2 separate regions of the Cricetulus griseus genome follow, and region 1 is linked to region 2. Evidence: chromatin contacts called from public Micro-C data. All regions are on one chromosome and are shown on one strand. Each heading gives the region's core, a stretch centred on a gene start, on an enhancer-like site or on the middle of the called end of the contact. The rest is flanking DNA. Distances are from core to core; before and after follow the strand shown.

Region 1 (6,518 bases), core at 1,561-4,060, 140 kb before region 2:
TCAGCAAGTGAGCCTGGCTCCCGGAGCCTCACTTTCCCCATCTGTGAAAGCCATGAAGGCACATAGGAGGCAATGGTCCATAGAACCAGGCTGAGCAGTCTGATAGCCATGCCCAGCCTGATGCAATGCCCAGAGATCTAACCAAACAGGTTTCAGCAGCAAGAAGCCTCCATCCCTGGGCCTCAGTTTCCTCACTGATCATAGGAGGGTGTTAGGCAGAGCAGCCCCAAGGGTGTTACCATGTTGACAGTGACTTTGAACAGCGAAACAGCAAGCTGGCCTCCGGAAGGTATTTCACCCTGGGCCTCCTGATGTCCTTGGGCCGAGCCAAATGAACGCAGTAAATCTTCAGCCTCGGAGGACTGTTCTCCGTCCTCACCCTCCCTCCTGATGGCTCACACTTTCTCTGCTTTCAGGAGATGTTTTTCAAGCACCCCATGCTCAGCCAAGCGACAGCCACATGCACAAGCCCAAGCCCGGCAGGGTCCCAGTAAAAGAGGAACAGTTAGAAGCCTATAGGACGAGTGCCAAGCAGGCCTCCCCTCCCAAATCTCCAGTGGCCAAGGTTTTGGCCTGGGTGGAATCCAGCGATCCCCAAAGGCCCCTCACTGGGACTATTCACAACCCGGGGCCCACGCCGGAATCTGGCTGCAGCTAATGGCACCAGCAGAATCTTGCTTGCTTGTGGCACAAACACAGGCTGAGTTGTTAGTGCTGTTCTTCCTTCTGGCTCCTCATGTCACCTCAGACCAAGCACCATCTACCTTGAATGAAAATAAACGTCCAATACCCAGAGGGTGGTTGGTCCATGTGCTGCACACAGTGAAATGAGCACTAGATTTAGGGTGGAGGATATAAATTGTGGGGTTTGCAGGACACTGAACACTGTGTATGGTTGTTCAAGTTGTCTGCTGAACAAGAGCACCGGAATAGTGAAGTTAAGGGAACTAAAATCTATGCAGTGTTATTTTCCGAGCCATGATCCCTCAAATGAACACTTTTTCCTAACACATAAAGAACAATTCTATAGGTGAACAATGCTCGAGCTCCTGAACCTAGCCCTTTACATATGCAATAACCTCTACAGGTTTATACCTACAGAGATAAAATGTTGAATCACCTAATACATACATACATATATATATATACATATATATATATATATGTCATTATTTACTTATATAAAATCTTGTTCTATGAAGCTTTAGCAGCAACTTATGAAAAGACCCATGATTAAACAGAAAGCATACAATATTGTACATCTCACAAATGAAGGCACACATGAAGCAACTTTACCAGTACTCCTGTACGCTCCTACAGCAGACATTACTAATTGATAGGAATTGTGATACTTTACCAGTATTTCCTTCCTGCACCCAGAACAGACATTGATAATTGATAAGATCCATAATACAGTTTGACCACATTTGGAAAGTCAACCCCCTCTACCCTGCAACCTTGGAGCAAAGGAGATGAATTAGTATAGGCTGGTATCTTGCCTGCCACACACTAGGTGTTCAGTAAGTAAGAAGCTGGTGTATGTCCCGGCTCTAGCCTTGAACCTCACAGTGGAAAACAAGGCTGTCAACATACAGATGAGTCTGCACGCATGCATGGGTACAGGTGTACGTAAACAACCAGTGTCTATGGTATACAATGACAGCAGTTTTTCAGGCTTCCTACACATTGTTTGCACTACATTTCAAGTGAGGCCTCCCTGTGGCTCCTCAACATGGCCATGCGATGAACCAGGAACTCTTCAGCAGCAGCCCTAAATCAAGTGAATCATGACAGGTTTGATTGGTGATACCTGCCCAGATTGAGAACATTAATGGGTTTGATTGATGATGCCTTACGTGGCCAGCCCAGGGTATAAAAGTCAAGCAAGGCCCAATGAAAGCCTGTGTGACCTTGTCCTTACCCCTATCTAATCCAGGAGGAAGGCAAGCCTCCACTGACCTTTGGGGAGTGCTCTATCATGCATCCCCAAACCCCTCCCTTTGAAAGGAGATGAGCTTGAAGGGCAGGTAGACTCTCCACTGAGGCAGAAGGCTGAGGGTTAAGCTGGCCCCCGAGAATGGCTTTGTAGTCCTCCACACAAAAGGACCGCACTAGGGGCAGGACAGGTCTTCCTGCCACACAGGCTACCCAGTCAGTGGTAAACATACTTCTGGGTTGAGCTCACCTCAGCCCAGATTCCTCACTGTAGACTCAGACCTTCGCCCTTCTCTTCTCTGAGCCTTAGTGCCCAACCCCATCTGTAACAGCAACTTGATAACATGGCCCCTGGAGGCAGTTGTGACTACCCAAGATTTTGTCATGACTCACTCCTAGAAAGCTGGCCAAACATTAGCCTGGGATCCCATGAAGATGAGTCTGAATCCTGGTAAAGGAACTTTATAAGCCTTAATTTCTGCCTCCGGCAGAGGGGACAGAAGAATGGGATCAGGGGACAGTGAGCTTCTCATTTGGGAAGAGCTAGCAGCTAGAGGAGGCAGGGCCCTACAGGGCTGGAGGCCTCAGAGTTGCCCAGCAGCTCCCGTCTGTGCCTGGACTCCGGAATGTGGAGGAGGAGATCCTGGGAGAGAGCCCTGGAGTGCAGAGGAGAGGCTGGTCTAGCTGGCCATGGGCAGTAGGTGACCTAAAAGGGGGAACTAGACTAGGGGCTCATCACTCAGCAGCCGTCTCCCCCAGTCAGGAAACCCTGCGGCCTGTCCTCCCCACTTCCTGCGCTTGCATTGGGTCAGTATTGAGATTTCCAGTGCGCCGCCTGCCTGGGACGGCCTGGCCCTGGGAAACCTCCCAGGGTCATGGGGCCTGGGGGAGCCAGGGGCAGAGAGCGGTCACCACTGCCTGGAAGATGACTCAGGACCCTGGTGGTGGCCGGTGTGGCAGAGAGCCAGGCACCTAGGGCAACCTCAGTCTCATCTCCATTGTACCCCACAGTGCTCAATGCTATGGTAACTCCAGGAAGAACCTAGGACCCCAATCCACCCTCCCATCCAAACACAGGGACCACTGAGGCCTAGGGGACACGGACTCACCCAAGAGGAGTCAATAGCTAAAGTGGAACCTAAACCCCATCTCTGATCTCAATTACTGACGGGATGTCCCTCCTGTCCTTGTCTTCTCCCTGCCAACTGCTATGACTGATTCCCCATGACTGTCTGACCTGTCTGGTGGACTCTGAGAAAGGGGCTTCTTCTGGGGTGAAGACAGCGCTGGAGCAGTCTGGGGAATCCCATTCCCCCCCAAAAAATAAAAACCTGGAGTTGGTGTATACAGTGAGTGACAGGACTGGGGACCTGTGGCTTCTGCTCTAGTGAGTGGCAAATCTGGCCAAGTCTTGGCTGTACCCAAAAACTGTCCCTTGTCCCCACCCCTTCCTGCCTCATCCAGGTAGAGATCTCCCAGGGGACTGCATCCTCAAGTAGGGGGAGCAAGAGACAAACAAATGGCTGGTGTCCTGTCTTCTCGTGGCATCGTGAGCGCCACAGGACAGAAACATCTAGAATGGCTTCTTAGTCTTCTCTGGCCACTTCCTGCTCTTCCAGATATCTCCACTGAGTTGCCCCTTCCTCCTGGAAGCTCTCCCTGACCACCTCGCCTACACTTCACAGCTGAATCTGCTCTGAGAAGCCTGCCCTTGTCTATCAGTGACCAGACACCCTTCACCTTTACTGTGATCACCCACCTTGCCCCACAGGGTGTAACCTGCTTCTCCTGACTGGGTCTCTCCCCTACACTCCCCACTTCAGGTCCTACTCCAGGCTGTGAAGCTAAGGATGAGCACCCACCCAGAAGCAGCCTCAGTTTCCCCGGCTGTGTGGCAGAGGATAAATCTTCCTGTCAAGGCCTCGGGTACACTGAGACACTCAAATGGGCTGAGGTGACACAGTCAGGGTTAAGGACTTCCCAGGCTGCTCTCTGATGATTGACACAAGGGTCTCAAGAGGGAGACTTCCTCTTGTCTCCCATGCAGTCTGGCCCCTGTGAACCCCCCCAGGCCACTCCCTTTTCAGCTCTGTCTAGGTTCCTGTCACCCTCTCTCTCAGACCATCGGTTATCTACAAGCATCCCTTCTCCACACAGCACCTGAGTGCTTAATCCAAACTATATAGGTCTTATATGTATCTTCTAGAGCAGTGGTTCTCAACCTTCCTATTGCTGCAACCCTTTAATGCAGTTCTTCATGTTGTGGTGACCTCCAACCATAGAAGATTTCCATTGCTACTTTGCAACTTTAATTTTGTTATTGTTATGAATTATAATGTAAATATCTGATATGTGGCCACAAAGAGGTTGTGACCCAAGGTCGAGAACAACTGCTCTGGTGGTTTCTGGCTGTTCCTAGCAAAATGCTCAGAAAGGGTGAAAAACACATCTGACCCAATTTTCCTTGGGAACCATCTTTAAGTTTACAGTTCAGGGTTGCTAAAACGTTCATCTTAAACTTCCGTAACTGAAACTGTACCCATTGCACAGCCCCACCCTAACCCCCACCTCCACCCTGACCCCTCCTGCTTTCTGCTCGGCCTCTAGGACTCCGAATGCTCACGGAATCCCTTCCTATTTGTCTTTGTGCAATGGGTTTGTTTTACATGGCTTGATAGCCTTAAGTGTCACTCATGTTGTAGCATGCGTCAGAATTTCCTTTTTAAAGGCTGAGTAATATTCTGTTTAATGGGCGTACCACATTTTGCTTACCCATTCATCTGCCAGTGGATGCTTTGGTCACTTCCACCATTTGGTTATTGTGAATGATGCTGAGTATGGTTGTACAAGTATCTCTTCAAGATCCTGCTCTCAATTCTTTGGGGGTGTATACTTGAACATAGAATTGCCAGATCACAGAATAATTCTGCAGCCTTTTGATTATATTCTGCAGTGGCGGCACATTTTACCACCTCCTCAAGACCATACCAGAGCTCAGACTCCTCTTTGCCAACACTTATTGGCTGTCTATTCCGGACAGTAGCTGGGATTTGACCACTGTATTTTATTTTATTTTATTTTATTTTATTTTATTTATTTATTTATTTTGAGATCACACCTTGCTATATACCCACAGACTTGCCTATAACTTGCTATGTAGTCCAGGCAGGTCTTTAAACTGGTAATCTTCTGCCTCTGCCTACTGAGTGTTCATGCCTCTACAGCATATCTAGCATGTTTTGATGGGGTAGCATTAAAGCACAGGACTCTTGTGTATTGGGAAGACACTGGTCCTTTTAACATCTAGTTCTGGGAGGATGGTCCCCAAGCCTTACAAAAACCAGAAAAACTTGCTGGAGAAGGAGGTACCCTCTCTAGCTGAGAACGTTCAGCCCCACCCACCTCTCGTAACACAGCTCACATACCCCTCCCTTGCCCCCTCCCTTCTCTCTGTGGAGCCCAGACCTCCCAGACACTGACTCTTCATAGAGGGGATAGAATGGCCTTCTGCATAGAGTCACGATCTACTAGTCCTCTCTGCCATCTTCATTTCTCTCCTGTCCTTCCTGAGGGACTGATGCCCATTCAGTCATGGAAACCATGGGGTCCCAGCGTCAGCCTTCTGAGAAAACCGGTACAGCCCACATGGAACCCTCCCAGATCCACTCAGTTCCAGTCCACTTAAGAAACCTTTGGCCTCCTTGGTGGATGGAGCACTCTGCCAGCCTTAACCAAGCATGAGCTTGGAGGGTTTTTCCACGCAGGCAGCTAATACCATCATGCTGACCTACATTCAGACTCCAGCTTGCAAGAACTAAGTGACAGTCTCTGATTTGGGGCTTTTCTCATCTCCAGGGTGGGGCTACCTTCCCAAGGCCTCCATGGGGCAATAACAGATAAGAGGGACTCAGTGTCATCTTGGCACTAAGAGAGGGGCTGAATTAGTCACTGTTCATGCCTGGCAGTTAGAACTGATAGGGATGGCCTGGGTGTCCCATCTTGCCCAACCTTCCCTGGGAAACGGCTTTCCTTGGAGAGAATGGGACCCAGCTGGACGTTGTCACCTTAGGCCAGGGAGGTAAACATGGTGCCACGTTGATCAACAGCATCATTTATAGAACACAATGCCAGGAAGCTCCTGTCTTGAGCATCCCCCGCCAGCAGAAAACCGAGGGGAAAAACAGAAATAACACACCAAGCAAACTGCTTGGATCACGTGGTTAAAAATGCACCTGGTCTAGGCAACCTGAAGCCAGGATAGAGGACACAACCAGACCTCAGGGCACCCAGAGCTGCCCAGCCTAGGAGAAGGGCAAGTCAGGCTCTCTCCTAGAGCCTGGCGAGGAAATTGAGAAGGGGTAACTCTTGATGTACCTGCTTGGGCTGTGCAGGCCAGAGGCAGCGGCCGCTCCCTACACCCCTCCAACCGACTGCCATAGCATTCCTTTGCTCATCCTTCAAGTAGCATTTTGAAAATCTACCAGGTCATAGACATGAATAGGAGCCAACCAGAAGCATGCTGGGAAGCAGGGTCAAGTGTTTAAACTCATCCTTGGTTCCCGTGGGGGAGGCAGCCCTTACTC
Region 2 (6,423 bases), core at 1,824-4,323:
AACTGTATTAGAGGATGACGCATTAGGAAGGCTGAGAACCCCTGCTCCAGAACATTCAGCATAGAGCCAAGGTATAAGAGATGAGAGAGTCCTTTCTCCTATAGTTCAGGCAAACAAGGAGGTCACTTGCGAAACAGATCTTTCCCTGGGAAACTGACAAACCAACCATATAAGGACAGATAAACAAGTAGACCCCTCAAGAGGGCTGGCTTCAGCTAGCGCCTAACCAGGAGTAGAGAAGACATGTTGTTTATCTCCTGACAGCGCCTCAGCCAGCAGCCTGCAGAACCTGAAGCAATTCAGTAACCTCTGGCTCCCTTCTGAAAATGAGAAGGCCACAGAGCCAAGGACCAGACTGGGTCTTCTAAAGTTTGTGTCCACATAGCCACTCTCCACTTTCCTATTATGGGGAGACCGAGTCAGACTACAGTGGAGTCTGCATGCAGACTGGGAAGGGCTCTAAAGGGTCCAGATGAAAGTCATCAGCCAGTAAGTATCCTGACCCTTTCCTGAGGAGTCAGGAAGTGTATGGTGGGACAGGAGGAGTGGCCCTGCTCCCACAGACTCAGCAGGCACCAGGCACTGCTGGGTCTTCCTTCTCTCTGAATCCCCTTCATTCCCCACCCCCACCCCCACCCCTTTTTGGACAGAGGTAAGCGGCCTGTGATGCTTCAGAAATGGCTGATGGTTATCACAGGTGGGAGGGACACCCTGATCATCGTGGAGATGCAGCAGATCTAGAGAAGTAACTAATGACATGGGCTGCTATGAAGTCAGGCTGATGGAGAGACGCTGGGAGGAGGGGCAGTTCAGTCATTCAAATCAAAAGGGAGAAATAAGAGGGAGTCTGACTCACCCTTCAGGCTCAGTGTGGTACTAAAAGCCTGGAAGTTTCAGCTGCAGAGATCTGGGTGGCCCCACGTGGCCAGGTGACCTCAGATAGGTTAGCTGTTAGTCTCGGCCTTCCCATCTGGAGCAGCTGAAGGTTGCTATGGGAACTGAAAAGCACAGGTTGGTTTCCCTGAGCCATGCACTCTCCTCTCCATCTCAGGCCAGTGGGCATAGCCAGACATTGATGGTGGCACTCCACACTCGGACCTATTAGTCTCTAACAGTCTCAACAGAACATGTGTCTGCTGGTCCCAAACTGCTCAGATGCTCATTATGAACCAAAGCAGGCCCCCGCTTAACAAGAGTTCCAGCGTAAGGAGGGGAATGAGAAGAGACTCCCATCCAATTCCCTCTCAAAAGCCACAGAGCTTCCCTGGTGCAGCAAGAGGATCCACACCTTAGGGGGACACAAGAGGATCCGGACCTAGGGAGACACAAGAGGATCCGGACCTAGGGAGACACAAGAGGATCTGGACCTAGGGAGACAAATCAACAGCGGTTCCCAAGTGGACATTTTGAACCATGTGTCCCTTCTGGTCATCAGCTATGCTGTCATTCCCCCCTCAGGGCTGTCTATTAGGAAAGATCTTTAAGATCAGCAAACCCCAATTCTATAACTCCCTAGCTGTGGATCTTGAAGATAAACTGTAGGAAGGTTGCCTGCATTGAAGATAAAAGCACACTAACACATCGCCCAGCACACACAACGACATGACACACTTTATGGCTTATACATTTTATCTGTGTCCCCAACCATGCAATCCTTCAAAATAGGATATGGTGCCTCAGTTCCATGAAGGGCAGCATTGAATAAAGGTCAGAAGAACTGAGGCGTGAAGCTGGGGAAAGGCTGCCCAGGCAACTGAAGCAGGACTCAGGTGCAGGGCAGACTGAGCTGACAAGGGAAAGCAGAGGAATGAGCTCAGGTCTGCCACAGTTCTACAATTCAACAGCTCCATGCCTGGTACTCTAGGCCTTCTCAACCCTCCTAACACTGCCATCCTCTTACACAGTTCCTCATGTCGTGGTGACGCCTGCCCCCACCATAAAATTATTTTGCTGCTACATCCTAACTGTAATTTTGCTGTTATCAATCATAATGTAAATATCTGACATGCAGGATATCTGAGATGTGACCCCCCCCCCAAAGGGCTGCAACCCACACATTAAGAACCACTACTCTGGACCCTCCTCTTCCTCATCAACTCTCCTTAAAGCCCAGGTCCCCATGATTCCCCTTCCAGGGCCCCAGAAGAGAGCCTTGGCCTGGCCGGTGACTCCTGGTCCCTGCATAAGGCCTCTCTGGAGGGCCAGCCCACATGGCTTTATTATAAATGACACCCTGAATGGCCATCTGACCCATCTTGTCTCCTGGCCTCCTCATCTCCAAGTCCCTGAAGCCTCAGCCAAAGACAACAGTGTGGGCTTGTTTCTTTGGGGCCCAGAATAGAAGACTCCCCAGCACCTGGGAGCAGCTGGACACTGGAACTCAAGGACTATGGCTGGTCTCCTCATCCCATGCCAAGTGCATCTGTAAACACGGCTTCTCAGTGGCTCCCTGCAGCTGCTCCCCGAGGGGTCAAAAAGGGGGAGAAACAGGCTTGAGTCAGGGCAGCCTTTAGCTTACAAGTGAGAACTGAGCTGGCAGGGTCTGGCCTTAAAGGGGTCCCTGGGTTCAATGGAGCTTTTCACCACTGGCCTTGTGCCCATAGCCTCAGAGGGGTTCATCAGTGCCCAGGACGTGGCTGGGACCCCACAAGCCACAGAGCCTGTGTCACTGCTGTAGGTCCCACTGTTTTACAAGTTGGCGGGGAGAATGAGCTTGCTAGGGTGGAGATGCCTGGATGCTGGGCTGTTGTGCGTGATCCCGTTTGCTATAAAACAGCCAGACATTCCTAGGACCTGGACTCACGCCGAGGCCATGGAGCTTGCCTTCCCGGCCATATATCTCCAGGAGGGGGGACAGGCCTGAGACATCTGAGATAATAAAGACATGACTGTCTCAGCCCTGGGGCTTGTCTCCCCTTTGTCCCAGGGCTCAGCAGCCAGCAAGTTTAAAGACATCCTCCCCCTTCTCCTGGGAAAGTACAGTTTCATCAGATTCTACAGCCCATGGGGTTAGCTTCCCAAGAGCCAGGCCTGGGCTGGACTCCTGTTCCCAGCCCAGCAGAGCACGAGCTGATCAAGGGCCCAACCTTTAGCGGCACATGGGAAAGGGTGGTTAACTAGGTGGTGATCACTCAGGCCACAACTATGGCATGACAACTATTCTCTGCACACACGCCTCTACCTCTCAACTGCCCTGAGACACAGAACCTAACTTTCAGGCATGGAGAACAAAACCTCCAAGAGGTGAACAGGCTTTTCCAAAGTGAAAGTATTGGACTGCAGACACCTGACACTATTTTGCAGTAAGTTTTGAAGGTATAGACTCTGAAGTTATTTACTCTGAATCCTGGGACTCCTGAAGCACCCTCAATGCTGCTTTCTCTTCTTCCCAATGCTCTCTCTTCCACAGCTTCCAATGTCTAAACCCCAGTGGGAAGGGAGGCTCCCCTTTAACATCTAAAGGAGAAAATTCATACAAGGGAGACAAATCCAGAAGCCAAAGCCACAGCCTGGTCTCCCATGAGTCACTTCCACCTCAATCTGACCAAGTAAAGGCAACAGCCTGTCACTAGGGTGAGTGACGACTTCATGAAGGGAGCACGGGGCCATGAGAAGAGCTAAGGATGAATCTGACACACTGACTTGGAAGGCTATGCCTGACCTTTCTAACCTCATTGGCCGGAAAGAGGCATCACAGGCATATAAGCAGAGGGAGCACTGAGCACAGAACCTACAGGCCTGGGTTCAACCTGTAAAATCTTGTAAAGCTCAACTCTAAACCAGTTTTCTCATTTGCAAAATAAACACCTGTTCCACTGGCCATACCAGCCCTTGCAAAGATGAACATGAAAGCAGCCTGTGACAGCTTTATAAACAGATGACATCACGGCCCACATGTGCTTTTTTTCCTTGCAGTTTTCTTTTGCATTCCTGATGGCCCTCTCTCCCTGCTTTTCTTCTTGTCAAACATCTGAACTCACTATGTTCAATATCACATTAGCTAACATGCACAAAACCTGGGAATATACAGTCATTTAGGGAAAAAAAAAAAAGTGCCAAGCAGAGGCTCAAACACCTGCTAAGACAACAGACATTATCACACAGCATGAGCCCGGAGCCAGCTGGTTCCTAGTGCACTGCAGGAACAGACCTGCTGAGGCACAAAAAGGGCCAAGATCTATCTACTTCTGTCAGTCTAAGCTACAGGCCTGCCCAGACACTCCATTCACTTGACAGCAGAGCCTCAGTGGGAGAGATTTAGTGTCTCCCTAATCCAAGCTTTCTTCATGGGACCCCTAATATTTCGAGGCTGCTTCCAACTGCCCATCTAGCAATGTAGCCTCACCCCTGCTCTCCTCAACCTCCATCTCCAGGGCTTTGCAAATGAGGGAGCTTGTACTCTACTAGGAACACAACTACCCTCCTTGAGAGCAGAAGGCCACTAAGAAAAACTGAACGGTGGGAAATCCTGAGTGGCCCAAGAAGATGCTAAGCATTTTCCTTATTTTCCCATTCTGGCTTTGAACCAGGGGAAACATAGAGGCTGCCGGATCTTAGGGTCCTAATGCACTGTTTGCACATTCCAACCAGTCCTGAAATAAACCAATTCCTCCTAAATCCCTACCTACATTTCATTATTCCTGTCTGTCTACAACAGAGGCCGTCTCAGGCAAAAAGCTCCCCAGAGGCAATCCGACATCAAAAACTTAACATGCCTCAATTAAAAAAGATGATCCTGGCTGAAGGTCACCTAAAAGGCAAATAAATTCACAAGAATCCTGCAGACTGAGGACTAGGGGGTTGGCAAACGATGTTTGAGAACTGGAAACAGGATCCTTGGTTTGGAGGGACAGCAGGCTTCTCGAGAGTCAAAGTAAGGCTGCAGGTGACAAGACAGCTAGGAACTCTTTTCGCAGCAGTTTTGGAGTCTGCTCTCACTGGGAATGAGAAAAAACAAACTAGTAGCCTTCTTAAGACCTGAGCAACAATGGCCAGCCTTTTCTTATTGTTTCTCTGCCACCTAGTGGATATTCTGCATTATTACAGAGCGACTTCAAGGCCATCTTCTTTGGTCCATGGTGCCATTCAGACAGGGCTACTGAGGGATGTTTGGCCTTTATTACTTCACAACACTGAAGGTAGGCAGATACCCTTTTTCAGTTAGGGTAGTGGTTCTCAACCTTCCTAATGCTGCGACCCTTTTAATAGTTCCTCATGTGATGACCCCCAACTGTAAAATTATTTTATTGCTACTCCCTAACTGTAATTTTGCTACTGTTAAGAACTGTAAATATCTGATATGCTAGCCCAAAGGGGTCTCTACCCATAGGTTGAGAACAGCTAAGTTAGGGAAAGAGAATCCATCCCAGGCTGCAGAAGACAGCAGGAAACAGACAGCCAAAGTCTCCCTCAGGCAACGCAACTGCTTCTGAAGAGACCAGGAGGCTCCAAACTCAAAGCAACTTCAGTTCTTCTCCAAGTCCTTGCAAGTTGCACGATCCCTCTCGCCAGTTACCAGCCCAGGCAAACAGATGGCACCAGCCTCCTCCAGCCCCAGGCACACATGTGCGCATTGCGCCCCTCCATTTCCCCATTTGAGAATTAGAAAGCCATACCAAAATGTGTACCCATGGATCAATAAGCAAAATTTGACAGTCACAGGACAAAGAATGAAGCAGGCAGGGACTAGGGCTTAGTAGCAGAGCTTGCCTTGAATTCATGCAGACAGGGGATGAAGTAGTCACACAGGCCCCTGAAAACATGCTAAGTGAAAGAAACCAACCACAAAATACTACATTGTGTACCACCCTATATACATAAAACCTCCAAACTGAGAAAGTTTAGGGTGACAGATACAGCCCCAGTGGCTGTTTAGGACTAGAAAGAAGGGGTAGGAGGTTCAAAAGGAATAGCTCAAGGGCTCAGGGGCTTCTGTTCTGGGATACCTGTAGACTCCAGGAGAAAACCCAGAACAGAAGTAGGGGCTTCCTGACAAGCTGACTGCTTAGGCAGGCTGCTGAGATTCCAAAGGCAATGGGGTAGACTGGGGGGTGCTTCTTATGATCCTGGCTGGATATAATTTTAGAATTACTATGGATTTTGAGCACTATCAGATTACGGTTTATTTCCCCTGATCATCTACTTTCCTGAAGATGTGTTCTGTCTACTTTTACAGAAGCACCATGTACCAATGGGGATAATATTTGAATGCGCTAAGTCATGCCAGAGTGAGACACGAGGAACACAGCCTCAGCACAGTAACAACAGTCCAGCTCTTGATTCTCCCTTCATCTCAGTCTTCCAAGGACTTGGGTAGAGTTTAGTTGGCCCATATCAGGAGAAGTTCCCCAGAGTTCCTGTTTCCTGTGATATATTTAAGTTCTATTAAACTCTTCAATAGCAAAAATCTCCTTCAGGAGAACC

What was found. Hi-C and Micro-C count contacts between places; a contact is called where the count stands out from the background.
Region 1: a contact with region 2 is called in a Micro-C map of the CHO-K1 cell line, with 2.0 times the contacts expected there. The contact joins two enhancer-like sites. A contact is called at or near these places in 5 of 8 Hi-C or Micro-C datasets (the CHK-Q cell line, the CHL-YN cell line, the CHO-K1 cell line and 2 more).

What each region holds. Positions count from the first base shown.
Region 1 is chr2:16,145,728-16,152,245 of CriGri-PICRH-1.0, reverse strand. No RefSeq gene overlaps it. Among named protein-coding and RNA genes, the nearest start is that of Wnt4, 110 kb to the right of the region's middle. Within about 2 kb of position 2,810, at least 2 of the 6 cell types and tissues checked have open chromatin away from gene starts, as enhancers often do. A contact at or near this core is called in the CHO-K1 cell line, where this site is marked.
Region 2 is chr2:16,003,406-16,009,828 of CriGri-PICRH-1.0, reverse strand. No RefSeq gene overlaps it. Among named protein-coding and RNA genes, the nearest start is that of Wnt4, 30 kb to the left of the region's middle. Within about 2 kb of position 3,073, at least 1 of the 6 cell types and tissues checked has open chromatin away from gene starts, as enhancers often do. A contact at or near this core is called in the CHO-K1 cell line, where this site is marked.